Linked DNA regions of Mus musculus: regions 2, 3 and 4 are each linked to region 1. A link is a contact called in public Hi-C data. All regions are on one chromosome and are shown on one strand. Each heading gives the region's core, a stretch centred on a gene start, on an enhancer-like site or on the middle of the called end of the contact. The rest is flanking DNA. Distances are from core to core; before and after follow the strand shown.

Region 1 (6,946 bases), core at 1,218-3,717:
GAAACATTTTGTGTGCCACATGCCTTGGGAGCCAAAACGAAATCATACTTTGGCTCGCCGCTCTACCTTGCTAAGCTTAGACACTGTAAATACCCTCCTCTTCTCTCATAACATTACATATTTTCACGAATTCATCATAAAGGAGCCACTTTGTAGGTTTGGCTGGTACCAGTGAAAACTTCATTTTCTATTTCACAGCAACTTTTCAGTGGAGGAAAAAAAAAAGTGGGGGGAGCTATGTTGAAAGATTTGGGTTCACCATCAAGATACTGATGCCTGCAGATAGAGCTATATAGAAAACAGCAAGAAGAATGCAAAGATGCTCACATAGACTCTAGGTGACTAGTCTTCCTTGGAGAACATGAGTAAAATAGAGGATCCACTTTCATCTTGATGTATGAATTAATTCCAAAGTGTATCGTATTTTAGGAATGTTCTTCTGCTGTCCTGATTCACCTTAAACTTGTCAACATACTGAATAAGAGAGAGATGTTTGCATTATTTGTGGATAGAAGTCCCTGTCACTTTGAATAATAGAAATTAATGGTTCTTAGACTTTGGTGTATATCACAGTCCCATGAAGGCCACAGTGAATACATGCTGGAGGGCTGAGGGTGTGGTAAACCTCTTGCCCAGAATTTTCCAGAGAGGGATTGTGGGTGTGTATCAGTGGGGACAGCACCTGCCTCCTAGATTCTCCCAGTGAGGGCTTGGGGCATAGTTCCATGGTAGAGCATATGGTTAGAATCTCCCAGTGAGGTGCTGTGGATGTCACTCAGTAGTAGAGTTTTTGTGTAGAACCCTCTACAAAGAACTGGGGATGTAGCTTAGCCATAGAGCACTTGCCTAGAATCCCCCATTGATAGGCTGAGGCCACAGCTCAGTGGTAGAACTTATTCCTAGCATGTACAAAATCTTGAATTAAATCCTTATTACTACCAAACACACACACACACACACACACACACACAGTAAAAATGTTGTTAGACCTCTCACTGCAAGATATTCTGGTTCAGTATTTATAGGTTAAGACTCTTTACAGTTTGTAGTATGTGTCACCACATCCTAAAAAGGTGTCCATATTAGTTTTAAGAAATACCGTATATATATTCAAGATTGACTTTGCACTCCTGATCTTCCTACCTCCACTTCAGTAGTTCTGAGATTGTAGTCATGTACTACCACACCTAAAGAGGAGGCCAGAGAGAACAACTATTGGTTTTGTTTGTGTTTAGTCAAGAGTTCTCGTCTAGAATTTCTTTTGCTGTCATTCAGCGTATCTTTCATTAGCCCTGCTTCCTCCCTGGTGTGATCCTGCTGCCTCATCCCCCAAGGGCTTCCTCAGTCCCAGCTCTGTGCAGGTATCACAAAGACCTTCCTAGCTCCCCAGATAAAACTGCTTCTGGGAGATAACGCACTGACTCATGACAGTAGTCAGGGTCTGATGAGAGAGAGCTCAGTTGGTTCAGTGTTTGCCTATTAAGACTGGGGACCCAAGTTTGATCCCCAGAACCCACATTAAAAAAAGGAAAGGGAAGAAAAGAAAAGGAAAAAAAAGAAGGGAAAAAAGAAAAAAAAAGTAGGTGGCTCAACCTTATAAATATCTCAAGCTTGTAATCTTAGCACCAGTGGGGAGGCAGAAACAGGTGGATCTGTGAGGCTTGCTGGAGAGCCTGTCTAACTGAATAGGTGAGGCCCAGTAAGATGGACAGCCATTGAAGAATCCTAGCTAAGGTTAGCCTCTGACCTACACATGCATGTATAATCGCATGTACATACATGAAATACATTCAGTTTTTAAAGATGTGTGTGTGTGTGTGTGTGTGTGTGTGTGTGTGTATGCACACTCGTGTGCACGCTATAAAGCATGCGCAGAAGTTGAGAGTCAACTCTGTGGGTTCAGTTCTCTTCTACCATGTGAGTTCTGGGAGTCAAACTCATGTTTGCCAGGTTTGTGTGTCAAACATGTTTCCCAGTCCACCACAAACAATGCGTATTTTTAAAAGATAAAATTAATTGCACGATTGATCACTTTCCAAACTAGTCAGGTGCCTTTGCAGCATCCTGAGCCTGCCAACCCTGCTAGAGCGAGTTCTTGCAGTTTGCAGCTGTCTGTACAGCCACAGATAGGAGCTCCTGCTGCCGAGGCCTGGCCTACTGTCTTCCCCACTCTCTGTTCCCTCAGCCTAGGAAACTACCCAGCCCACTGGAAGCGCTCCAATTTTTTTTTTAAATGAATGACAGCACAGACTCATCCCAGAGCCATAATCTCCGAAAACATTTGCGCATGTTTCGAGTTTTGTGCCTGCGAATATCTTACAAACATTTTCCAGATTTAATTGAGGCTTCTGGGAAGTCTTGCTGTGTTTTTTTTCTTGCAAAAATAGAAGGTCGTTACCAGGAAGTCTTAGCATACCATATTTATCTGGTGAGTTTTGAAAATACTGAGTCATGGGACTAATGACTCAACATAGTATTTTCCAAACTGTGAGATAATCTTTGGACTTTGCGAGATTATTATATTAAGTGTACTTTGAGTCTGTCAGTGAAAAAAATAAATAAAAAAGCCTGTATTTTCACATCAGAATTCAAAGAACATCTGTTGAGTATTGGAAATAACATATTTTGAAAACCAACCAATGCGTGCTCCGCCTGCTTCCGCCTGCTAACTGTGGCTGGTCCTTCTGATAAGATTGTGTGGAGACACTCCAGCTTTGACAACCCCACCATTGTTTGGCCACTTGCTGTCTTCCAGACATTGCTCGAGCTCGTGTGCGTGTGTGTGTATGTGTGTGTGTGTGTGTGTGTGTGTGTACAGCTGTGTGTCACGGCCAGATGTCTTATTAACTCACTTACCACCTTGTTTTTGAGGCAAGGTCTCTGACCTGGAGCTCATGTGGACTAGACAGACTAGGCTCCTTCGCCACTGAGCTTCGGGAAGCCCATCTCTGCTTCTGCAGCATTGCAGGTTAGCATGGTGATAACAAGGACACACCACCATGCCCAGCTTGCTTATGTGCTTTCTAGAGACTAAACACATATTTTGATGTGCTGGGAATACAGTTCTACTAACAGAGAACTCGTCTAGAATGTACAGCCCTGGGTGCCATCCACGAGCACTTAACACACCAGGCATGGTAGCATATACATGTAATTCCAGCACTAGGGAGGTGGAGGCAGGAGGATCAGAAATTCAAGCTCGTCCTTGAATGCATAGCAAGTTATGGCCTCAAGCTTGTCTAGCAAATGTTTTGCCCACTGTGCTGTCCTCCCTGCCCTCTTCCTGTAATCTTTAGAAGCCATTCACCCTTCCAACGACAGGCCTCATGTGAGAGTGTCAGTTTCTTGTTTTATGGTGGGATTAGAGGAGAGACCAGTTTCTGGGTGACTCAGAACCGTGGAGGATGGGGTGACGAGGTTTGCCAGTACAGCTGTTCTCACCACCAAGGAGAAGAGCCCTCGGCTGGGAGCTGGGCTTTTCCTTACAGAGGCAGCAGCCCACCTCTGTCCTCCAGGCTGGTTCTCACCTCCTGTCAGCTTTTCCCCTCGCCCATCTCATTTGGTCTCGTTAGCACTCTTCCATACTGAGTAAGCACCATATGTCTTCTCTGAGAACTGGCTTCTAGAGTTCCCCAGGAAATGTCTACTGACAAGGGTGGGAGGAACATGGTGTCCTGCCAGCCAGCAGTCCTCGCCAGAGTGGCCAGCTTCAGAGCCCTGCCTTCTGGGGTTCATCTGCTCCACAGGTGAGGTTTGTCCTGAAACATGACCCCAGGTTAACTTTGACAATTTTAGGAGTCCCAGGAAGTAACCTGCAGGGTGCTTGGCTCTTGTGAATGGCAGAAAGCTAAGGATAGAGTCTTGTTTAGCATTCAGTCCTCTGTCAGGCTGTATCCCACATGATATGCCTCCTTTACCTTCTTGGCACTGTTGTCATGGAGAAGACAGCACATGGGATCATAAAAGAGAAATTGGGGGTTAGAGAGCTAGCTGAGTGCTTAAGGAGATCTCTTCCAGAGGACCTGAGTTCAGTTCCCACACCCTTGTTGAGCAGCTAACAACTGCCTTTAACTTTCGTTCCAGCATACCCATGCTCTTCTCTGGCCTCCTCAAGCACCGCACTGCCTGCACATGCCCACACAGAGACACCGATGCGCGCCTATGCATAATTTTAAAGGTGGGGGCTGGGATCTTGCTCTTTCCTTGTTCTCGTCTGGCTCCCCGGTGCCAAGAAAAATAATCGACAAATATGTTCTGCTTTTGAAAGAATTTGGTTTCTGTAATTCACAGCTCACACTCCCCGTTCAGCCTTCAGTGCTTGTCTCCTTTGAAAGCCTGGTTGTTGAGCATCCAATTTGTCTCTTTTCTTCTTCACTTTGCTGCTCTTTTCTTGCACTGGGGCTGTCTCTTTATCAAGAACAGACAGAGGGTGAGCCCGTGACACCTCAAGGCAAGCAGCAGCTTGAAGCATTTTCTGGATTCACCTTGACATCTTTTCAACAGAGAAGAAAAGCAAGGGTTGAGAACCTGTTCTATTCATTTAGGAATCAGCAGCTGCCTCTCAAAGCTGCTCCACAAACAGGCTCGTTGGTTGTTATTGCATGATACCTGTCTCCCTAAGGTTTTCTTAGTTGTTTTGAAAGGACAGCTATTTTCCATTCCCTTAAGAATTTACACCTGGCTTTGGCATGTGTGCATGTGTATGCACATATACGTGCACATATGTGTGTTGTTGCTCAAATTTCAGTGGTAGGCCAAGCCTCTTAGTTGCTTTTGACCCTACATATCATTATCAGTGTTTATGCTAATAATAAGGGCTAGGAATATGGCTCAGTACTGGAACTGCGTGCCATAGCCACACACACACACACACACACACACACACACACGGGTGGAATAGGCCAGTGGGCAAATGAACCTGACAACATAAGTTTGATTCCTTGGATGCACATAATGGAAAAAGAAAACCAACCCCATCATGTTGTCCTAAGACCTACACATGTGCACCTTGGTATGGACACATTTGTGCACATGCATATAGACACATGCACATGTACACACCACACATACACAGAGAGTAGGGAGCTAATTTAAGACAAAATTTTAATCTATGTGCTTGGGAAATGACTCAGTGGGGAAAAGTACTTGCTGGACAAGCCTAAGGACCTGAGTTCAAATCCCCAGAACTTACATAAAAGGGTAGACATAGCTCGATAGGTCTGTAACCCCACCATTATGGACTGTGGAGACAGGAGGATCACTGGGACTTACTGGATGCCAGCTGTTTAGTGTCAGACCATGTCTCAAGGGAAGAAAATGGAGAGCAGTATAGCAGGATACCCAGTATCCTGCTCTGGCCTCTATTCATCTACATACAACTGCACATGCACACACACACACACACACACACACACACACACATACACACGTTCTGTAAGATCATCAGTGCCAGAGTCCTGCCATGTCCTGTATACAGTTCTGGATACACAAGAATGTGGGTGAACATTTTGCAAATGCTTTTCTCCTGATCTCTGGAATCTTCATTTGCTTGGTAATGTATGTGTATGTATGTATGTATATATATATATATATATATATATATATATATATATATATATATATATATATATTTTTTTTTTTCCCTCTGTGTAGCTCTGGCTGTCCTAGAACTCACTCTGTAGATAGACCAGGCTGGCTTTGAACTCAGAGATCTGTCTGCCTCTGCCTCTCGAGTGCTGGGATTAAAAGTGTTTACTGTATACTGCCACCCTGCCTTTTGTTTAGTTTGGTTTGGTTTAGTTTAGGTTGGGTTTTGGTTTTACGTTTTATTTATTTATTTTTTTTACATATTTTTATTTTAATGAAACCTAATTCACCCATCTTTTCTTTTATATATTATTCTCCCGGGACCAAATCTATGCCAGACATAAAGGGTTTTTGCTGTGTTTTTCTCTAGGTATGGCCTACCATTTTTTGCACTTAAATCTCTGATCCATTTTGAATTTATTTTTTTAAAATCTTCCTTAATGATGTTTAGTATTATGAGTGCAGTGCACACACAACCCCACCTGTCTGGTGAGCCTTTAGGCTGTTTGCAGGCTGTTTAGGAGACTGGTCTCTGGCATCATTTCATATGCAACTTCTTCCTTCTCTGTTCTAGTATAAATGGAGAGACTCTTAGACAGCTGTCAAGTCCAAAAGCCTTCTCCGTGTCTAATGTGTTCTCTCCATCCTTTCCACTGTAGAGTGACTGGAAGTTTCCCTTCACATGTCAACTATGCAGAACATTCCTTCATGGAGAGGCACCAGTTCTCTAAATGTATTCAGTATAGTTCCCATGAGGGCCTTTGTGATGAACACAGATCCACAATCCTTGCTCCTTATCAGTTGAGCGTCTCCACACATCACCTCTCACTGCCACATCAGCCGGTATATATAGTAGACCCCTCAGTAGCACACAGGAGAGGAGGAGGGATCCAGAACCCATAGACAAGAAATGGCAAAAAATCAAGGTAATATGTGTTATGAATGCAGTTGATATATGTAGATGGTATGTCATATTTACTGTCACAGAACACACACACATGAATAATGTTAAAATTTGTCAAAAATTTTCAAGTAACAAACAGCATACATAGTACTGTTGATAGTTAAGAGAAATGTAAATAAATGGAAAAGATAGGTTGTGGTTGAGTGATACCCAGAGAGCCCCCAAATTCTCAGAGGAGAAGATAAGGGGAGGATAGGGAGAAGACTGTGAGAGGGGGTGACCAGGAGGAAGGTGGTGAGTGGGATGTAAAGTGAATAAGTAAATAAAAAGTAATAATAATAAACAAAAATATAGATTATGGTTACGTTCTACTCACTAAAGTGCTTGCCTTACAAATGTGAGGACCTGAGATTGGATGCTCATACCCTTGTGGGAAAGCTAGGCTTGGATATGCGC
Region 2 (7,213 bases), core at 940-3,439, 360 kb after region 1:
GGCTCCTGAGGTGGGGGAGGGGACGCTTGGTACTTTTGATGGTGTGAAAATGGGTTAATTATTCTCTAAAAGGGCTTCATTTAAAAGTAAAATTCTAACATTTTAATTTCCCCTCCTAATGAAGCACTACAAATTTGTTAATTAGGGCAATTGTTTGAGTGACAGGCATGTAACCGAGTTGTCATTTTCTCTTCACAGTTGACAGATCCTTTCAGACCTATGCTAAGGGTAAGAAGAGCTCCTTCTAGAACTGTTTGTGCAACCTCTGACTCTCTGCGGGTTAAAAACGCAAGTCAGTAGCAGGGACTGAGCTGGAGAGATGCCAGAGTGGATGTCAGTGGTAGCAGCTAACACTGCCTGGGTTTGCAGGCAGGGAGATGGGAAACGGCCTTTCGTTTTGGTTTTTTGTTTTTTGTTTTTCCTTTTTCCTTTTGAGTGCAGGAGGGAGCCGGGCCACTGGGTTTTTCATTAATACAACTGATAAGGGGCTAAAGAGATAGCTCTCAAGTTATGTGCACTTGCTGTTCTAGCCTAAGATCCAAGTTAGGTTCCCAGTGCCCATATTGGGTGGGTAATTACCTTCTGTAAGTCCAGCTTCAAGGGATCCAACGCCATCTTCTGGCCTTTGTAGGTACTGCACACACATACCCATACACAGGCAGGCACACACACACACAAATATAATTTATATATATATATATATATATATATATATATATACATATATACATATATACATATATACATATGTATATATATATATATAAATGTAATAGACAGACTAGGTTAGGTTGTTGTGAGACAAGGTCTTGTTCTTCCTCTGACTGGCTTTGAACTTGAGAGCCACCTGACTCATCCACCTTCCCCCTGCTCTGCTGGGATAATGGGCAAGGGAAAGAACAAGCCATAGGCTGGCTATAGTTAGTCTCTCTTGAGATAGTTTATTTTGCCCAGAGCACTCAATGCTAAGTGATATATACCTTCCTCATCCAAGCTGCCTCCCAGGAAAGTATGGGAAGGATCCTAGAAACATGGGTAGAATATTTCCGAGGTCCAGAGTCTGGCCAGGAGGTGACCTCTTGGTACTTCCTGACTTAGAAGCAGATGACAAGAGTCGAATGCTCCAGTTCCTGCTATTGACTGTTACATAATCCCTGTCTTAGGTATGTTTTTCTTTGCTATAACAGTACCTGACGAGCTTAAGGATGGGTGTGTTTTAACTCACAGTTCAAGGTTGTGGTACATCCTGGCAGGAAAATGTAGGTGGCAGGAACTTGAGGCAGTGGGTAAGAAGCAGAGAGAGATGGACTCTGGGACTCAAGCTTGCTCTCTGCTTTCCATTCATTATAAGACCCCATCCAGTGAATAGCCCTGTCCTTATTTAGAGTGGGTCCTCCCGCCACAGTTAGCCGAATCGACTAATCCTTCATAAGCTTGTCCAGAGGCTGACTTCATCTACATAATCTCTCGTGGGTTCGCCTGGCCTCTTGTCTCTTGGGTGATTCAGGGTCCTGCTAAACCCCATGCAGTATTAGCCATTACCACCCCCCTCTTCCCTGGCCTGAAACCAACGGCTGTGTTATTGGTGACTCTAAGCAACCCATCATTCCATTACATGAGAGCATCCCCAGTGTCAGACTTGGGTCTAAGTCAGAGGCAGCCTCTTGCTACAGAAGCTGGTGTTAGCTGCTGCAGAGTGGGGCAGGACTTTGTGGGGCAAGCACATGGAGATGCTGAGCAGAAAGGAAGCTCTGAGAGTTAGCCCCGTCCTCTGTGACACCACACAGATTGACACTTGCTCTTCAGAAGGCGGAAGAGAGACTTGATCCCTGCAGGAAGGAAGAAATCCGTTCTTCCTTTTCCTCCTCAGCTACTCATTTCTGCCTTTTCTCTTCTTTTAACTACAAGAGAATAAGGACACACGCACGCATGCACGCACACACGCTCACTAGTTCGTGGCTCTCAGTGCAACACGCAAGGTTGCCAGACTGCAGTAAGAATGTGACACATCTCTATGTAGCACTTCGAAGGCCCCTCTTCTTGTTTTGATTCGATCCACAGACATTCCCTAATTAGCTTTTCTGGACAGCTGATGTGCCTGTTAGCTTGACAGCATTTGTTAGGTAGGCCTGCCTGCTGGCACCGGAGAAGACAGGCTGCACAAAGAGAGAGTCGGGTCTTTGCCATATTGTCCTTGGCAGAGGACTGCTTTGTAAAGGAGCTGTTGTCTCAGACCCACATGGGACAGGGGGATGCGGGTTCTGACTCCCTCATGCCTTAACTTGGAAGAGCTGCTTCTGGAAGCATTTGGTTGGCACAGAGCTCTCCCGTTTTCATGAAAGGGAAGTCTCCATAGTGCAGAGCTGCAGGGAGCTTGGGGGCCAAGGAAAGGTGGGCTTTCTGGTGTATCCTCCGTCTGACCATGCGATTCTTTCTTATTCCAGAAACCAGGAAAGTGGTGCGCCATGCATGTGCATATCGCCTGGCAGATTTATCACCATCAACAAAAAGTCAAGGTGGGTGTGTGACTCTTCCTGTGCACAGCTGGGCGGGGCCGGGCTCACTCATGAGGGACTCAGTTTGTAGCCAAGGATGGCAGGCAGGAAGTATCAAAGGCTAGTCCATCTTCTTTTGTTCTTTTTTAAAAAAATTTATTAGTATTTATTTATGTGCAAGTCTGCATAGGACAAAAGGAGAGTGTCAGTTTGGCTGAAGCTGGAATTGCAGGCACTGGTGAGCTGCCCGATATGGGTGGTAGGAAGCACACTCAGGCCCTCTGCAAGAAGGAAAGCCATCAACACTGATCCCCGAGTGTTGTTTGCCTTTTTGTTGAGTTTGGAATGGAAAGGGTGTAAAAACTGGATTGGCTCATAAAATAAAAGCTTTTTGAAATCTATGTAGAACTCCTATAGTACAGACTAGACAAAACTGAAACCCAAGAAGAGCCAACAGGGAATGTTTTAAGGTTTGGGAGTTTTTTGTTTCTGTTTTACATTTTATTTCTGTATTCATTATTCATTGCTTTGTGTGTGTCTTTGTGTGTGCGATATCATATATATATAAGCAAGCATGCGTATGTGTATCAGAGGACAACTGTGCGTCTCAGGGAACAAACTTAGGTACTCAGACTTGGTGATGGATGTCTTTCCTAGCCAAGCTATCTTATCACTCCAGGTAGTTTTGATTTTTGTGCTTGTTTGTTTTTAACATAAAATTAAGGTGCTAGAGAGATGGCTCAGCAGTTAAGACTATTGACTGCTCCTGTGGAGGACCCAAGTTTAGTTCCCAGTACCCATATTAGGCAGCTTACAACTATTTGTAACCTCAGCTGCACCCTTGCAGTTTCCAAGGACGCCCCTGCATGGGCACACCCATATACACCCACTCAGACACAAATACACATACATTAGAAAGGTTTTTAAAGATACTTAAAAAGATACTTTTTCATATTATTAATTTGGAGAAGTGGTCATTTTTTACCCCACAAGAAGCTGAAGGTACTGAGCGCTCACTGGCCATGCGTATAGTAATTGACCACATTGAACCATCACTCTTCATCACATCAGTCCTTTGGGAGGCTAGAATATACTAGACCACTTTCTGGCCAGTTACTATGCCTGTCTATAGATGAGACCTTGTTCCAAAAAAAGGGAGGGGTCTGGCAAGATGGCCGAGTTAGGTAAAGGTAGGTACTTGCCACCAGGCCCGATGACCTGAGCCTGATCTTTAGCGCTTACACGATGGAAGGGGAGAGCCAACTTCTACAGGTTGTCCTCCAGTCTCTACATGCATTGATAGATGGACAGATGGATGTAATTCTTGGGGGTGGGGTGGGAGATGGGAAGGAGAGAGAAAGGGAGGAAGAGGAAAGAGAGAAAGGCTTATTGAACCCCGTGGAAGAGAGGCACTGTGTGAAGGGCTCTGTTCAGTGATTTAAAGGAAGGGGTGAACCTAAGCAATGATTCCAGCAGCTGATATGCCAGCACAGGTGGGGGCAGTCTCAGAGCCCCTCCCCCCATGAAGAGCTTTACGCAGTCAGTGAATTCCTGAGAGAGGGAGAATCAGTCTAGGTTGAGGCCCCTGATTGGTTATCCAATACTAGGTAAGCAATCCTGAAAATATACATGCAAGCAATACTGGATGGCCTCAGCAGGTTGCACTTGTAATGTATATTAATGTGTAGGTGTACATATAACAATAAGAACTTACAAAAAACAAGAGGGTGAGATGACTTGGCAGGTATTTGCTGCCAACCCCAAGTACATGAGTTCGATTCCCAGACCCGCATGATGGAAAGCAAGAACAAGCCTTAAAATTATCCTCTGCTTTTGACCTGCACAGTGGCGCAAGTGAGCACAAACATGGATGGATGGATAGATGGGTAGATAGATAGACAGACAGACAGACAGACAGACAGACAGATGGACAGATGCTAACAAAAGAGCGTGTTCACCTCCTTGAGTAGCTAAGGCATCCCTTCGTTTCCCCGGCACCTGCTCTCACTCACACCCCACCAGTGAGTCTTGCTCACTTTTACCTTATTACCAGGCAAGGCATAATTAGAGCCCTCCTAGTTGAGCTCAGCTAGAAAATGGGTGCAGTTTGAGGAGCTAACTAGGTTTCCACGATGACTTCCATTCACTCTGGTCCTGGGTGACGGGTTGTATAGCAGCAGGTAAGCCTCATCGTCTTCCGTTTAACTTCCTGAGCCTAAAGGGATGAAGGATGACAAGGAGGCCGCTCTCTTAGCGACTTCTGTTCCATGAAGATGCCCCTGGTGACTTGGCTTTCATTATCCCAATTCAATTAGCTAGGCCTCTCGAACACAGGGTGACTCGGTTATCTTCCTCTCCCGGCGAATGTTTCCTAATCCCCAAGCCCCGTTCTGCCTGCTGGACCTTATTTGCTCTTAATGAGTCCACACCATCTACCATGCGATATTAGCACTAAATAATTTGGCAACTCAATTAAAGGAGGTGCTTCGGAGATTTTTATAGATTCACAGAGAATTAGAAGCTTGGTTTGGGGGTTTGGCTGCTCGTCGAGAGTGGGGCTTTCATTATGGTATTCCCCACAGACTGGAGCAGAAATTGCATCTCTGTCCCTCGCTCCTGAGTGTACATTTACTCATTCTCTTAGCCACTTCTGGGTTACTTGTGGAGACCTGAGGCCTACAGGCTCAGGGCACCGATCTTCCTGTTACCGTAAGCATTCGGTAGTGAGACCCACTGGGTGTGTGTGATCTGTCTATTTAAATAAAAGGTAGTGGACTGGGGAGATGGCTCAGTTAGTAAAGCGCTTGCTTTAAAAGCTTGGCAACCTGAGTTCAACTCCCAGAGACCACCAAGAACACTGGTCACAGTGGCTTTCACTCACAGCTCCGGAGTAGAGGGAGTGAAAACAGATGGACCCTTTGGGCTTGTAGCCAGTCGGCCTAGCCTGGTGAGCTCTAGGTTCTTCATAGACAACGGATAGATAATCAACCACACTAAAAAGATGTCCTCTGTTCTCCAATGTCACATGCATACTCGTGTGCACACGCTCATGCGATGGTAAAGGTTCCATGTGTTTTCCTCAGGTGCATGGCCAAGTTTCACCTTCAAAGAGTGGGTTGCTGGGTGAGTGAGGGTTGGCTTATCGTTCACACCCTTGTCAATGTAGGTGCCTCTCCTTTGTAAAGGCGTGTGTCTGTGTGCCACCCCCCAGCCCCCCTCGTTACACAGCAGCAAACAGGTTCCCTGAACAGGAGAGCGTGTGAGGCTGGACAAGAGTAGAGTCAAGATGGCTGAGATCATCAGAGGAGCCCAAAGAGATTTCAAGAGCCAAGTAGAAGCAGGCCCAGGATAACGAATGAGCCAGAGAAGAGCAGGAAGTACAGCTAGGAGCTAGGGGACAGTATCACTCTGAGGAGGCAGGAAACTGGCCGAGAGGGAAGGCTCTCTCTCAGAACGTAGGAAGATGGGTAGATTTGATGCCCTGCAGTGCAAGGGGATACCGACCTCCAGAATGATGCTGGGTAGGGGCTGAGGCAAAGATGGTGGGCTAATAGCTATAGCCATCGAGGGGGGTGGAGCTAAGTTAGCTAGAGGAGAAGGTGGAGTGAGTCCTCGGATAGTAAGTACAGTGCCTCTACACAGTCTCCACGACTGGTTTGACTTCCTCATCCCAACTAATGAAGGATGTGAGTTGGAAAGGAAAAGATACTTCTCTCTCTCTCTCTCTCTCTCTGTGTGTGTGTGTGTGTGTGTGTGTGTGTAATGGGTGTTCATATGCACGTGTATACTTGTATGAGGAGCCCCAATATCAACCTCAGCTGTGGTTCCTCAGCAGCCATCCATTGCTCTTTGAGACAGTCACTCATTGGCCTGCAGCTCAGGGGCTAGGCTGGCTGATCAGAAGCACAGCTACAGTTTGCTTTTATTTTTGAGGTGAGTTCTAGGGACCAGACTCAGACTCATTGCTTGCTTGGCAACCACTTTACTCACTGAATATCTCCCCTAGTTTCGGTGGTGGTTGTTTGTTTGTTTAAATATACAACAGGGATTCCATTAATGTGTGTTATATTAGAATATGACAAAGAGCTATTAGGCAATTAAGTTTATACATCAGATTGTTCTTACAGAATTCCTAATGTAATGAGCTTTAAAATACTATTATTTTAAAATTCACAGGCAGAGGGGCTGGATAGATGGCTCAGACTTTAAGAGCACTTGCTCTTTGTCAGAGTTTGTGATGAACACATGCCCAAAAGCAACTCGGGGAGGAACAAGTCCATGTCACAGACCATGATAGAGGGAAGTCGGGGCAGGAACCTGGAGGCGGGAACTCCCAACAGAGCCTATGAAGGAATAGCCTCCTGCCTGGAGCTAGCACCACACACCACACATGGGCCTTCTCATAGCTGTTATTCATGGAGAAAATGTCTCACAGACTTGTTCATAGGCCAGTCTGGTGGAGGTATTTTCTCAATTGAAGTTCCCTCTTTCTAGATGACTGTCTTAGTCAGGGTTTTTATTCCTGCACAAACATCATGACCAAGAAGCAAGTTGGGGAGGAAAGGGTTTATTCAGCTTACATTTCCACATTGCTGTTCATCACTGAAAGAAGTCAGGACTGGAACTCAAGCAGGTCAGGGAGCAGGAGCTGATGCAGAGGCCATGGAGGGATGTTTTTTACTGGTTTGCTTCCACTGGCTTGCTCAGCCTGCTCTCTT
Region 3 (6,471 bases), core at 1,321-3,820, 390 kb before region 1:
TCTGCTCCCTCATCAGTGACAAGGGTGGAGTGTAAATTTATATTTGGTTATTTGTCTTTTGATACTGTAGGGGTCATGCTCTTTTGTGTATAACTAATATTCATGGTCAGTCTTGCAACTTGTTCTAGGTGAAATTGTGTGCATGCATGTGGTATATGCTTGTGTTTAGTATATATGTGTATGTTGGATGCAGTGTATATACTGTATTGGTTGTTCATACATGTATGGGATGTATAGGAGTGTGGTATACATATGTAATTAAACCACACTTATACACACACACACACACGTAAGGTATATGTCTCTAATTTTTTTAAGAGTACCTCAATAGAATAGGGAAGGATTAGATCTAAGTTTTTTCATGGTTTTCTTTTTTTAAGATTTATTTTTATTTTTTTTATGTATCTCTCTATGTGTGTTCCACATGTGTGGATGCCTACACAGGCCTTGGGTTCTTTAGAACTCGAGCTGTACAGGTACCGGTGAGCTGCCTGACACTGGTTCTGGAAACTGAACTTGGGTCCCTGTGTCAAGAGTAGAACATACTCTTAAACACGGAGCCCTCTCTTCAGCCTCCAGATCTAGCGACTTCAATGGAACATGTAATCAGAACTTACACCATGGCCTCTATAAAGTATCTAACCCCATTTCTGATAAGTTCTGAAGATAGAGGGAATGGCCCTTGTCTCTGAAGTCGAGATTTGTAAGAGGCATGTTTTAGAGAAAGAACAATAGAACTTGGAGGACTTTGATAACCTTATAATTTAAAATAGATCAGAGTGTATTTATTCTTAGGAATCTTTTAGATACATCTCAGTGTGTTTGAATGCTTTGCTTTGAGTGTATAGCCGCTCCGTCTGCAGTAGGAGCATCTGTTTCCTCTTCCTTTTATAGCAGTGGAAATATGGAAATATGTTAGATGTGGTTTCTTAGCTCAAAATTCCCTGGTTCTTCATGTCAAAGTCAATTGATTCAACTAGTTTATACAACTGGACATATTTCTACAACAGAGTGAGTAAATAGAATGCTCCTTATCGTATGGCTTGTCGACAGGGCCCATGTCCTGAGACTGACGGGGCTCTTCCTTTAAAGTGGTTAAGCTTTCCTTTAGTCCAGTCTGAAAGACAGGAAGCTTTCTCTCTGGTGTTTTTTGGGAGACTGTGACAAAGCATAATAAAATAGAGCTAGAGAGACAGCTTAGTTGGTGTAAAGGTCGTGGTGGGAGTAAGAAGACGTGTGTCTTATCCCTAGACAAGGTAACCATGGACAAAATCCAGAACCGGTGGCCAGAATTTGTAATCCTAGTGGCGGAGACAGAGGCCTAGATCCTTGTGGGCCACTTACCTGAGTGTCTAGCCTGCTTAAGCGACTTCCATGTAAAAGTAAGAGATGCTCTTTTTTTCAAAAGCAAAGTAGGTGTTATCCTTAGAAACTCTAGCCCCTCATCCACAGAGAGATGCACACCTATGCATGCACGCACATCTACATGCACATTCACACACATAAATGAAATATATGAAGAAAATCATAAAAAAATAAAGGAAAAAAAGAGCAGACTCTCCGTGTCAGAGTGCACAGAGTGCCTGCTCTGCAACTAAACATGGTGGGATGCTGAGTGCATTTCACTGTGATGGCATGTGATGGCCCTTGTGTAAAGTACTGCAGAGCAACCTGTTTTCTAGGAGCCTGTCCTGTGGAGGCGTTGGAGCCTGCTTTGACCCTTACAGAGATTTCTGTCCTCACAGCATCACTCGTGGTGGTTTGTATCTGTGGAGGCAGCTTTCCCTTTCTGGAGCATCTCAGAAAGGCCTGTGCCCTGCTTGTCTCTCGCACTCTGGAGGATTCTTAGCTTAGAGCTGGTTCCTTTTGAGTTGATTCTTGGCAGTGGGCCCTAGCTTCCTTCCTGGCAGGTCTAGTGTCTCTTAGGGGCAGAGAGGAGATCAGATGCAGATAGCAGAGACATAATTTCTGCCTCCTGAATCTCTCAGCTGAAGAGTGCTTTCCCTCCTCCCAAAAGCTGAAGGAAGAACACATTCATCATTCAGGGTAATGAGCAGGAAAGAGCTGTAGCGTTCTCTACTCCATAGCAGAGTGTGGGATGAAATCCTTTCTGTTTACAATTCAGCTGTCTCTTGGTAGTGTGCATGGAAGTTGAAGTCATTTTAAGCTGTTCTCTCATGCTCAACTTGTGAGACAGTTCATCTATAAACTCGTCCTTGGAGGTTCAGGAGAAGCTTTTTGTAAATTATGAAGGTCTGAGATTGTGTGTGTGTGTGTGTGTGTGTGTGTGAGAGAGAGAGAGAGAGAGAGAGAGAGAGAGAGAGAGAGAGAGAGAGAGAGAGAAACACACGTGTACATAAATACATAAATGCCTGGGGTTGGCTGGGTAGGAATCAGGATGAGATGACCACAGTCGAGTCAGTGCCATACACAAATCTGGAAGATGCTCGTGGGTCTGCACAGACAGAGGAGCCCTTCTGACAGTTTTATAGGCGCTGCAGCAGTCCTTCTTCTGAGAAATGGAGGAGGTCTTGAGCACCAATCATCCCTTCTCAGACTCTGCCAGAGGAAGGGTGGCTCCAAGTGCAGCTGCAGTGGAAAGAGCATTCCCTCACTGCAGCTGAGACAATTCCTCCATATAGCTCGTCCCATTTCAATAGTAAACTGTCTGTTTAAAGCAAAACAAAAAAGGCAAGTGGGAGTTAGAAGGAGAGTTTATGCCAGGAAATGGAAATGAGTTGCTGAGGAAGTCTGTCTTGGTTATGGTTTCAGAGTTATTAAAAAGGCTCAATTGCTAGTCTGTCATATCTTTGTGTATGTTTCTGTGAACTTCTAATTCTCCCAAAACATTGAGGCTAAAATAGCAAGTCAGACTTTAATTAGAGAGCACACCACGGTTGGGAGGAATGATGGGCTCCTAGCTCTTAAGCCTAACATCCTGCACCAGCTCTCCTCCAAAACGGGTGGTAGAAGTAGGTTGAGCTATGGTGTCCTCTGGTCCTTCTCCCTTCCTGATGGCTTTGAACTGTTCAGAGAGTGATTAAGGCTCTGTCAGAGCAGGTGGGGTTTGCCATTGGCAGTGATGTTTCAATAGTGTTTCCAGCTGGCTCCAGGTATGAAGCGGGGCCTAGGAGTATGTGATGCCATTCAAAGGTAATTTGTCCTTACCTTTGATCTAGCTGGAGTGTGAGCCTGAAGCTGTTCTACAGCTGTGCACCATTCAGTCCTGTTCGGGTAGGGTCCACTTCCTTCATTCGCTGATAAGGAATGGAGGTGGGAGAGATAGATGGATACTTGGCATGGCTGCTGTGGAGCCCAAGCTCTTCTGGGCAGTCACTGGCTGCTGAACATATTCTCTCCAGTAAAACACCTGCTTCTCCTCACTCCCTTTTCTTGTGCACCCCTCCCCTCCCCAAGAAGGACAAGCAACAATTTACCTGCTTATCTGAATTTCCTTCGTTCTCACCCTTAGAGAACATCCTATACTCAGATATATTTGGAGTGTGTGGTTTTAGCTATCAGCTTGCTATAACCTAGAATTACTAGGGTAAAGACCCTTAGTGGAGGAGGAGTCATCTTAATCAGGTTGGTTTGCCCACTTGTCTGCTAGGGGTTTTCCTCACACATAATTGATGTAGGAAAAGCCAAGCCTGTTTTGACTGGCCCCATTCCCCGTGCAGGGTGTTCACACTGGGTGAGAGCAAGCAGGCAAGCACCCAGTCGTTGCTCTCTTGTCTTCATTGTGGCGGTGGTGGAAGCAGCGGCTTGAGTTTCTGCCTCAGCTTCTCTAACTAGTGGAGAGTAACCTAGAACTGTAAGCCTGCGTAAACAGCTTTCTTCTCCTAAGCTGTTATTTTTAACACAACAGCAGAAATCAAACTAGAACAGAATGTAAACTAAGTGGGCTGTCTGTCTCTGCCCTTCTTTCCCTGACTCTGAGGCAGTTTCATGCTCTTACTGATTCCCACTGTTCCACAGATAAGTCACTGAGCCTCAGGTGATTGGCATAGTGGCAGTCATACCCAGTCTCACCTGTCTTCTGAGAGAAGAACTCCCTATAGAGGGGCAGGAGAGAGCCAGAGGACCTCAGAGACCCACCTGAGCCATGGACCAGCTGTGAGGCCTTGGTAAAGCCACTGTGCCCCTCTGGACTTCCTCTCTGTGACAACTGGTCAAGGACGCTTCCCGCCTGTGAGAGGCTGCCTTTATCAGAATGCTAAGTATGGCTCATAGTTCCCTTTGATTTACAGATTATTTTTAAATATGTATTGGAGGAAAGGCTAATAAAATATGCATGCATCAAAAAGTATTATCCCATTCTTAACTTTTGTGTGTCCTTGATCAATGGATGACTGCTAAGATTAGTATCTGACCACATGGGGGTATTGTTCCTGCTTTTAAAAGGATCCTGCTAGTTGAGGTTAGATAGTGATGTGTTTCATTAAGTCTCAGTATCCTTCCTTAGATACAGTGTTCATGAGGCCTCTGCATGAGTCTAGCCTCCACACCATCCGCATTTTTAGAATCTTTCATTGTTGTTTCCCTCTTTTGGAGGACTTGTATCTTTTAGGAGAACATGAGGAGCCACAAGGAAATTGACATTCAAACAAGATGCCCATCTGTCATATAGACACTGTATATTGGGTGTGTGGGTGGGTGTGTGTGTGTGTCTTTTTGTTTTGTTTTGCCTTGTATTGTTGTTGTTTCAAGACAGAGTTCCTCTGTGTGGCTCTGGCTGTCCTGGAACTCACTCTGTAGACAAGGCTGGCCCAGAGCTCAGTGATGTGCTGGGATGAGAGGTGTGCACCACCACACCTGGCTCTTGTCATTGTGTCATTAAGGGCAGGTAGTCAGCTCCTTTCCCCACCCTACCTTGCCAGGTAGGGAGCACTGAACCACTTGCTCTTCTTCGCCATAAGGCCCTTTAGCCTTACTTGCCTTTCCAGGGTATGTTGCCAGTGTCAGCCACCACCACCTGCCTCAGATCTATGCTTAGTTTCTTGACACTCTGCCCTCCCAGGACCTTGTTACTGACTGGCCTTTTGCAGTCTCCCATGTTTCCATTGAGAGTAACAAACCCTGCATGCATTAATAGCATTATGGATTGATAGGGCTTCTGCACTGCACGGACCTTTCAGTGTTAACCCCTCAGTGCATTTACTAGTTGCTTTCTTTGTTCCCTTGCTCTGAAATCCAACTCTTTACATCACTCTTCAGGGCTTCAGTGATAGTGTCCATTTTTAGACAGCTGTGTTTGAGGTTGGAGTATAAAGTCTTCATTTATGTGGCATTACCCCCCAGGTATTGGTAACAGACTGGATTTTCCTCCCTGCCATCTCTCCAACTACCCTGAAAATACTAAAGAAGCATTAATTGTGCCATGCATATTGCCAAACTGTGGGGCTTTGACTGTGATTGAGTTTGCCTGGTGACTTGTTGGCAAAAGGTCCCAAAGTAAGAGGGTGGTGCCCAGAAGTCATTGGTCAACAGTCATGTAGCCATGACAGTACTAAGAAGATTGCAAGCTTGGTGTCTTGTATCCACTTCACGTGGGCACTGTGAGATAGTGGAGAAGGGACTTCCGGGAGATATTGAGGGCCAAAGGCAAGACCGATGAGAGGATATGACGGAAGACCGTGAGGTTGTTCTGGATGCTGGGTGCTTTCCTCGATACCTACAGTTGTCATGGAAGCAAGAGGCCTGGATTCGAGTGTAAATACCACAGACCCTCTGTGGTCAGTTAAATGATTAATCTGTGGATGGAGAGATGGCTCAGAGGTTAAGAACACTGACTATTCTTCCAGAGGACTCAGGTTCAATTCCAAATACCCACAGGGATGTTCACAACTGTCTGTGACTCCAATTCCAGGAGTTCCAACACCTTACACAGAAATATGTTCAAGCAAAACACCAATGCACATAAAATAAATTATAAGCGATTCATGGTCCCCATAGGCTCATGAATGTGAACACTTGGTCCCAGGTTGGTGTACTGTTTTGAGAGAGGAGATGGTGGTAGTGGTGGTGATGGTGATGATGATGATGATGATGATGATGATGATAGGGGAACCTTTAGGATGTGTGAGGCCTTAGTGGCAGAAGTTCATCACTTGGCTTTCAGGGATTATACCTTCATCCCACTTCCTCTGTTTTCTCTGCTTCCTTTATATGGATTAAAATGATCAGCCAGCTATAATCAGGCCCTCCCAGCCATTATGGACCCCATCCCTCTGGAACTGCAAGATGAAATAAATCCTTCCTGAAGTTGCTTTCAGTCATGGGATTTTAATCACAGCACCCACAAAGTAGTTAACACACCCTCTCTTGCACCTCCTGTGTGCTGTATATCTGCACACAGTTAACTCAAATCAGGATCCACTGAGATCTGTTACTGTCACAGTCTTGTGGAGTAAGTTCAAAGAAGATTGTGTCAGTGTCTATAGAAAGTACAGTGTGTAGGTGCTCTGCAGA
Region 4 (6,705 bases), core at 1,482-3,981, 260 kb before region 1:
AGGATGCACACCCATCTATTCTGCTGAAACACTCATACACAGAAAATATAAAGAAATATAAAGTTTTAAAAAAGACTAAAGACACAGTCATTAGATGTAGAAGAATAATTTAGTTTTTATCCTGATTCAGTATTTTGAAACTATTTCCAGTATTTATATTTGTATTATTTAAGTGAGAAAATGAGCTATCATCCTACTTGCTTTTTGTATATGACCTTTTTTATTTCTCTCTTGTTAGTTTGGAAAAACTGGTTATGGTGTCAATGTCCTCCCTCCTTCACTCCCTCCCTCCCTTTAAATATTATTTATTTTATATATTGAGTACACTGTAGCTGTCTTCACACACACCGAAGAGGGTATTGGACCTCATTACAGATGGTTGTGAACCAACGTGTGGTTCCTGGGAATTGAACTCAGGACCTCTGGATGAGTAGTCAGTGCTCCTAACCACTAAGCCATCTCTCTAGCCCCTCGGTGTATTTCTTATGTTCCCTCGTGTTTCTTATGCTTTGGGTTATTTCATTGCTTTTGCTTTCTGGGCTCATACCTTTCATCATGTTGGGAGAACCTCAGCGTTGAGTCCTGTTGATTCTTCCCAACTCATCATTTCCATCACTGTAATGACCCACGTAGAAATTATATCCAAGTACCAGTAAAGAGAACAATTCCTTAGTAGGTTGGATCAATTCCACTGTCAAGAATAGAATGTTTACTATTGCATATGCCAGCAAGATTTTGCTGAAAGGACCCTGATATAGCCGTGTCGTGTGAAGCTATGCCAGTGCCTGGCAAATACAGAAGTGGATGCTCACAGTCATCTATAGGATGGAATACAGGGCCCCCAATGGAGGAGCTAGAGAAAGTACCCAAGGAGCTGAAGGGGTCTGCAACCCTATAGATGGAACAACATTATGAACTAACCAGTACCCCCAGAGCTGATATCTCTAGCAGCATATATTGCAGAAGATGGCCTAGTCGGCCATCATTGGGAAGAGAAGCCCCTTGGTCTTGCAAACTTTATATGCCAGGGGAATGCCAGGGCCAAGAAGCGGGAGTGGGTGGGTAGGGGAGCAGGGCATGGGGAGGGTATAGGGAACTTTCGGGATAGTATTTGAAATGTAAATAAAGAAAATATCTAAGAAAAAAAAGAAAAAAAGAATAGAATGTGACTTGAACACAGGCTCCTTTTTATATTTACACTCTGTTCTTCAGAGAGCTTTCCTGCCTAATTTTTTTGTTGTTGTTGTTTTTAATAGAAGCTTAGGGTTTAAAACCTTTTCTTTTGTAGTCTTTAAACCAAAGATTTAAAAAAATACATGTGTATGTATGTGAGTATGTGAACGTATGAGTGTGAGCATCAGGCAGGCCATGTGTACTATGTCTGGAAGGCATCTTGGTGCCATGTAGCTGGAGCTATTGGCAGGCCTAAGCTGCCCCACATGGATGCTAGCAACCAAAATCTGGTCTTCTGGAAGAGCTGTAAGCGTTCTTAACCACAAAACTCTATTTCCAGCCCTTATACTCAGGATTTTCAAATTTCTTACCTTACCCTTGTCAGTGATGTGAGGGATAAATTATCTTCCAGCTGTAGATGGTGACCTCTTTATTGGGGGGGGGGGCATTCAGTGGCACAGCCAAGTTCTCAGGTCTGAGCCAGCACCGAGCTTATTAAAAGTCGATCTGGTGTTTTCCAGTGTTGGGTTCATATGAAGGCTCTTGTCTCTTGCTGAGAGAGATAGTGATCTACTCTTACTCAGTCCTGTAATTTGCTATGGTGATATACAATGGACAGTCAAGAGCCTTAAATATGGTCTGCTGTCTCTCAAGTTGAGGGTATTATTTTCTTAATCTTATTAATATTTTGTCACAGTTAGAACAAACTCAATGGGGCAGCAGTCAGATCTCCCAAATTATAAGAGCATGCCAGTTGTATGTTCTTAACTAAGAAGATGGTGTTTTAAAAACATCATCTCCCCAAAACAATTTAAAAAAAAAAAAAACCTTTCCCCTTTTAATAACTGTTCTTGGAGAGATGAATGGCAGTCTGTGCCGCAGCTCACACCTCTCACATTAGGCATATTTCAGCCATAAACTTAATTATGACAGGAATTTTCAAACGACTCCACCTTTTTCCCTCTCCTGCACTCAGTCTGAGAGGGATACCACACTCTATTTCTGAGCTGATAAAAATCCTCTTTCTGAAAGCATTTATTATATTACAGCCTCACATGAGCCGAGCTCTATCCTCACCCTGCGTTAAGTGTCTGCGGTAGATTTCATTACAACCATATACTGGAAGTCCTGCCAGTATCCTGGCAGCAGAGTCCTAGTGGAAAATAAATGGCAATAAAAAAGAGAAATGATAGCCTGTGTGAGCGACGAGGAGCACAGCTTTATTGAGACTGGACAACCCCAGAGTAGTGACTTGGCATGCAAACACGAGCTTAAGAGAGAGTGAGTGAAAGTTGATATTGGAATAACGACTCCGCAGCCCAGACATGGGAATAATTTAATTAATTGCACTGAAATTTCTTTGATGAATAGTTATGCGGTGCTAAGCGTGGGGTCGAACAACAGAATGAGTCTCAGCTTTTTAATGGGCTAGCGCAGCTGCAGCTTTGGATGCCTTCCCACTTTATTTTTGCCTGCAGCTCTCCACAGCTCATCCGTGTCTCTCCAGCTAAGCGCGCCGCTCCCGGAGCTCCCTCTCCATGCATTCTGCAGAATTCTGCAGAGCCAGAGCCAGAGCCAGAGCAAGATGACTGAGTGCATTTGGCCGAGGGAAGCCACTGGCTGGTGACTGCTTTGAAATGAAAACCAGATCAAAAGGGGAGGGGCGGGGGCTGAGGGGGGCTGGCAAAAATTGTCGGTTGGTTTTTCTCGGGATGGAAACCTGCGCCTCATCACCCCACCCTCCTCAAATCTCTAGGATGCTTTTACAGAGTCTTTGCTGTTAAGTTGTATAAAGATTTTAATAAAAATGTCTTGTCCCTGGAGAAGGAGGCCGGCTTTTGTTGTCAGAGAGCTGGAGGGAAAAGAGCAGTGCGGCCCAGCTGGAGCTGGGGCATTAATCCCAGGATTCCTAGCCGGTATTTTCAGACAGATCAATTACTTACGGCTGTAACCAATCTCTCTCCGCTCCCTCGCTGTGCTGAGCTCGCTTGGCAGACTTGGCAGCTGACATAACCTTCCAACTTGACAGGACCGCAGCTGCCAATCTCTTTGGGGTCTGCTGGCCCCTCCATCTTTGAGGTTATACAAATGAGCCGTTAAATAAAAATCAAAAGTCAAAAGTTATGGGTGGTAACTTCTTCATGGCTCAGTCACACCCACAGATCCAGGCAACAGTTCTAGATGGACTCAGAATAAATAAATAAAAAGTCAAGATGAACGATCCCGCTGTGTCGCTTTCTTCACTGTGATGGCCAGCCCTCTATAAGAGAGAAAAAATCTCTCTCCAGAGTGAAGAAATTATCCACAGTGGATGCATTTCTTATCAGCTTCTAGGTTGAAAGATGAACTCCAAAGTGGAGAGGAAGGAGATTAGGAGGAGACAAGAAGGGCAGATACAGGTGAGCCGTGTCTAATGCTTTTCACACCGGGTGAGTCACCCGTCTTCAGCTGCTAGGCCGCCTGGGCTCAAGGCCAAGAGATGTCAGATCAGAAAAGAAGTGACCCTCGCTAACACACAGGTGGTGTAGAACATGTACTCTGTTTATAGAGTGTTTCAGCATGAGAATATAGCACTTCTGTGACAGAGCAAAATTGATGGTCTCTGAAGACTGCCCCCAGAATTTATTTAGTGTCGGCAGGTCTCAGTCCTTCTGAACTGGGCCCTTCACAGCTGTGTCAAGCCCACACAGCCCTCCTAGAGGAAGTACTTAGGGGCCAGATACAGGAAACCTTAGGGTCCCTTTGTGATTTCACTCACTAGACGCACAGATGTGCAGCTCCATCTTTTCAGAAGGTCTCAGGTAGCTAAAGCCGGACTTGAACTTTCTGTGTAGGCAAGGATGATTCTCAACCTCTGACCCTCACCTTTGACCCTCTTTTCTCTTTTTTTCTTACTCTTGTTGTTGAGGTGGGTTTATGTGGTGCTGGGAATGGAACCTCATGCATGCCAAGCAAACACTACCATATAGCTCTGGCCTTTTCTCCCTGTCCTTGTCCTCCTCCTTCCCCCACCTCTCCTTTTCCTTTGTGCTTCCATGACTCCCACCTCTCTCTTGTAGTATTCTGTGAAGACTTCTAATTCTCCCTTCAACAGCTACCATGGAAACTTTCAAGATAAGTAGGAGGAAATGTGGCCCTGGACACAGCAGAAATGGTTTTGTGTGTGTCCTAGGGAAGCATGCATATTCCCCTATCCCCTCTGTGTCTGTCTGTCAGTTACATATTGCTCCATGTTTCAGAAACCTTCTGTTATGTGGGACACATTACTGGTGTCCCTTTGGAAGAGGTATTCATGAACCCTGTTAACAATTAAGCAAGTCTGTCCCTGCTGGCACAGGCTGGTAAACACTATCTCCTGTGGGCTTTTATTTCTTTGGATAGATTCTAACAAGGCAAAAGAAACACAAAGAACACAATTTGTTTCATTTGAATGTTTCAAACCTGAGTCTATTCCCCTGTTCTTTCTCGGATCTCCTGCACATCCCCAAAGGAGTGCTATATACCACAGGTGAGGAGGCGTGCTGGCATCCCACCTCAGCCCTTTGCTTCAGACACTGCTTGTGGACCTGCATTTTGTGATGATTGGTTAAGCAGTGTGGAAAAGTGTCACTGGTAGCCGTGCATGACAGTACCCCATCCTCAGAGCTTGCCAGCAATTGAAACTTTTAGAGAGAGTCAGGAATAAAGGGGAGGTGAGATTTACAGTGAGCTCAAGTTGCTTTTTTTTCCTCCTTGGAATGTTGCCTGCCTTATTAGGAGTTCTTTAGTGAGACAAAATGCAGTGGTAGCTTAGCGAAATTATGGCTCCTTTCCAACTGCCTGGGGGGAAGGAAGGGGCTTAGGAGTCTGTAAGCCTTCTCCCCTGGTTGCAGTTAGGAAAGCCAGTTGACAGTGTAATAGGCTTTTGAAAGTGGGTGCAATGGTTTGTGCGTTCTGTTTGATGTTGCAAATACCAAGCCCCCAGGGAGATCTACAAAGAGGATATTCTGTTCTTAGGGAAAAGAGATTAACCTGAAACGTGAACGGAAAAGCTTCCCCAGTTCTCAACAAGTTAGGTACAGCAAAGGAACCCTCCTGTGCACTGCGGCAGAGACAGCATCTGGCTTGCTGCCTGCTGTACACAGGCAGCGGGCTGGGCAAATAATTTTTAATGATTTTGATTCATGAAAGGTGATTGCCAGTAATCGTAAAAGGATTAGATTGCAGATTAGGGATATGTTTGCTCATATATGTTCATGCACCTACGACTTTCTTTGCAGGCATGTGCAGAATCACATACTCAACACCATCTTACAATTGTGTGCATTTTCTGGAACCTGCCTTAAGTTCCCTTTATTCCTGATCAGGGTCATGTTACAGATCCATTAGGTGAGAGCTGTAATTTAGGAGATATACTGTGCCAGTTCACTTGGGAAGCCAGAGCCAGACACGGGACTGTGTACATTCATTCAACAGACATTTTAAAGCATGTACTCTTTTCCAGCACTCTGGTAGGCACTGCAGGAGATCAGCCTTAAAAGAAAAAGAGATGGCCAGCAGGAAGTCTCAGCAGGGAAAGAAAGAACTTGCCGCCTAATGTCATGATCTGAGTTTGATCTCCAGAGTCCACAGGGTACAAGGAGAGAACAGCCACTTGAAAGTTGTTTTCTGACCCTGTGTATGTGCATCTTGAAGTGAATGCGACATTTCCCTCTTATCAGAAATAAATTCGATAAAAATAGTTTTGTTTTGTTTTTTAAAAAAGAGAGACAAGAAAAGTACTCTTTGCTGTGCTGGAGGGAGAGGCAAGAACAAGTAAAACTAATTATCCGCCTACAAGTTTCACATTGTCCTGTGTTCAACAAGAACTTACTGTGTTCCTGTACATGCTCTTAACTCAATTTGTAATCGCGTTATCAAGTAATCAAAACCTGTCTTCATTTCTATTCAAATTAGTGGCTTGCTGTTTCTGAACTAGTTATATTGACTTATGAAACTGAGTGAAGCCCCTGATTCCTGCAACAGCTGTCCTCCAGTTCTGTATATTCTTTTTTTACACCTTTCTCAGGGCGGGAGGATTTCATTACAGAGCATCATCCTGCCCTGGACTTGTTTATAAACTGACACACCCACTAATGATTCTGTGAGAGCCTTTACTACTTAGAACTTCCTAAACTCTGACTTCGAGAGCCAGCTTGATTCTGTGCAAACCAGGCGATGTCGTCATTTCTTGAATAGCTTCAAACAAGCAAAGCACCTATAAATAAGGATGGGTTGTAAACTTTGAACAGGAACATTAACATAAGCACACTTGATAAAAGAGCACCAATGCTTTTGCATTGGTTTTAATTATGATGTAAGAATTTGTATGGGATTTGGAGTGTGCTTTGGTTAGCTTCTTGCCATCCTGTGACCAGCTGCCTGGCAGAACAACTTGAGGAAGCCATGGTGTAGTTTGGCTCATGCGTTTAGAGGGTTCATTCCATTATAGTGAAGAAATTGTAGCAGAGCTGCTTACATCACAATGGACGGGAATGCAAAGAAAGGAGTGTA

The links. Hi-C and Micro-C count contacts between places; a contact is called where the count stands out from the background.
Region 2: a contact with region 1 is called in a Hi-C map of cortical neurons, with 2.9 times the contacts expected there. The contact joins two enhancer-like sites. A contact is called at or near these places in 1 of 484 Hi-C or Micro-C datasets (cortical neurons) and 1 of 9 other capture datasets (embryonic stem cells).
Region 3: a contact with region 1 is called in a Hi-C map of cortical neurons, with 2.0 times the contacts expected there. The contact joins two enhancer-like sites.
Region 4: a contact with region 1 is called in a Hi-C map of myocytes, with 3 times the contacts expected there. The contact joins two enhancer-like sites. A contact is called at or near these places in 4 of 484 Hi-C or Micro-C datasets (cerebellum, muscle stem cells, myocytes and 1 more) and 3 of 115 datasets of contacts at active chromatin or transcription factors (embryonic basal ganglia, embryonic forebrain and forebrain).

What each region holds. Positions count from the first base shown.
Region 1 is chr5:131,810,117-131,817,062 of GRCm38.p6, reverse strand. All of the region lies in intron 4 of Auts2 (autism susceptibility candidate 2), which reads left to right. Among named protein-coding and RNA genes, the nearest start is that of 4930563F08Rik, 67 kb to the left of the region's middle. Within about 2 kb of position 2,467, at least 117 of the 459 cell types and tissues checked have an H3K27ac peak or open chromatin away from gene starts, as enhancers often do. A contact at or near this core is called in cortical neurons, forebrain, muscle stem cells and 1 more, where this site is marked.
Region 2 is chr5:131,453,142-131,460,354 of GRCm38.p6, reverse strand. It overlaps Auts2 (autism susceptibility candidate 2), which reads left to right. Exons shown (of 20, transcript NM_001363480.1): 14 at 199-228; 15 at 2,445-2,516. Among named protein-coding and RNA genes, the nearest start is that of Gm29681, 42 kb to the right of the region's middle. Within about 2 kb of position 2,189, at least 17 of the 459 cell types and tissues checked have an H3K27ac peak or open chromatin away from gene starts, as enhancers often do. A contact at or near this core is called in cortical neurons, where this site is marked.
Region 3 is chr5:132,196,895-132,203,365 of GRCm38.p6, reverse strand. The region is part of intron 2 of Auts2 (autism susceptibility candidate 2); the gene reads left to right. Among named protein-coding and RNA genes, the nearest start is that of 4930563F08Rik, 320 kb to the right of the region's middle. Within about 2 kb of position 2,570, at least 17 of the 459 cell types and tissues checked have an H3K27ac peak or open chromatin away from gene starts, as enhancers often do. A contact at or near this core is called in cortical neurons, where this site is marked.
Region 4 is chr5:132,070,862-132,077,566 of GRCm38.p6, reverse strand. The region is part of intron 2 of Auts2 (autism susceptibility candidate 2); the gene reads left to right. Among named protein-coding and RNA genes, the nearest start is that of 4930563F08Rik, 190 kb to the right of the region's middle. Within about 2 kb of position 2,731, at least 101 of the 459 cell types and tissues checked have an H3K27ac peak or open chromatin away from gene starts, as enhancers often do. A contact at or near this core is called in forebrain, muscle stem cells and myocytes, where this site is marked.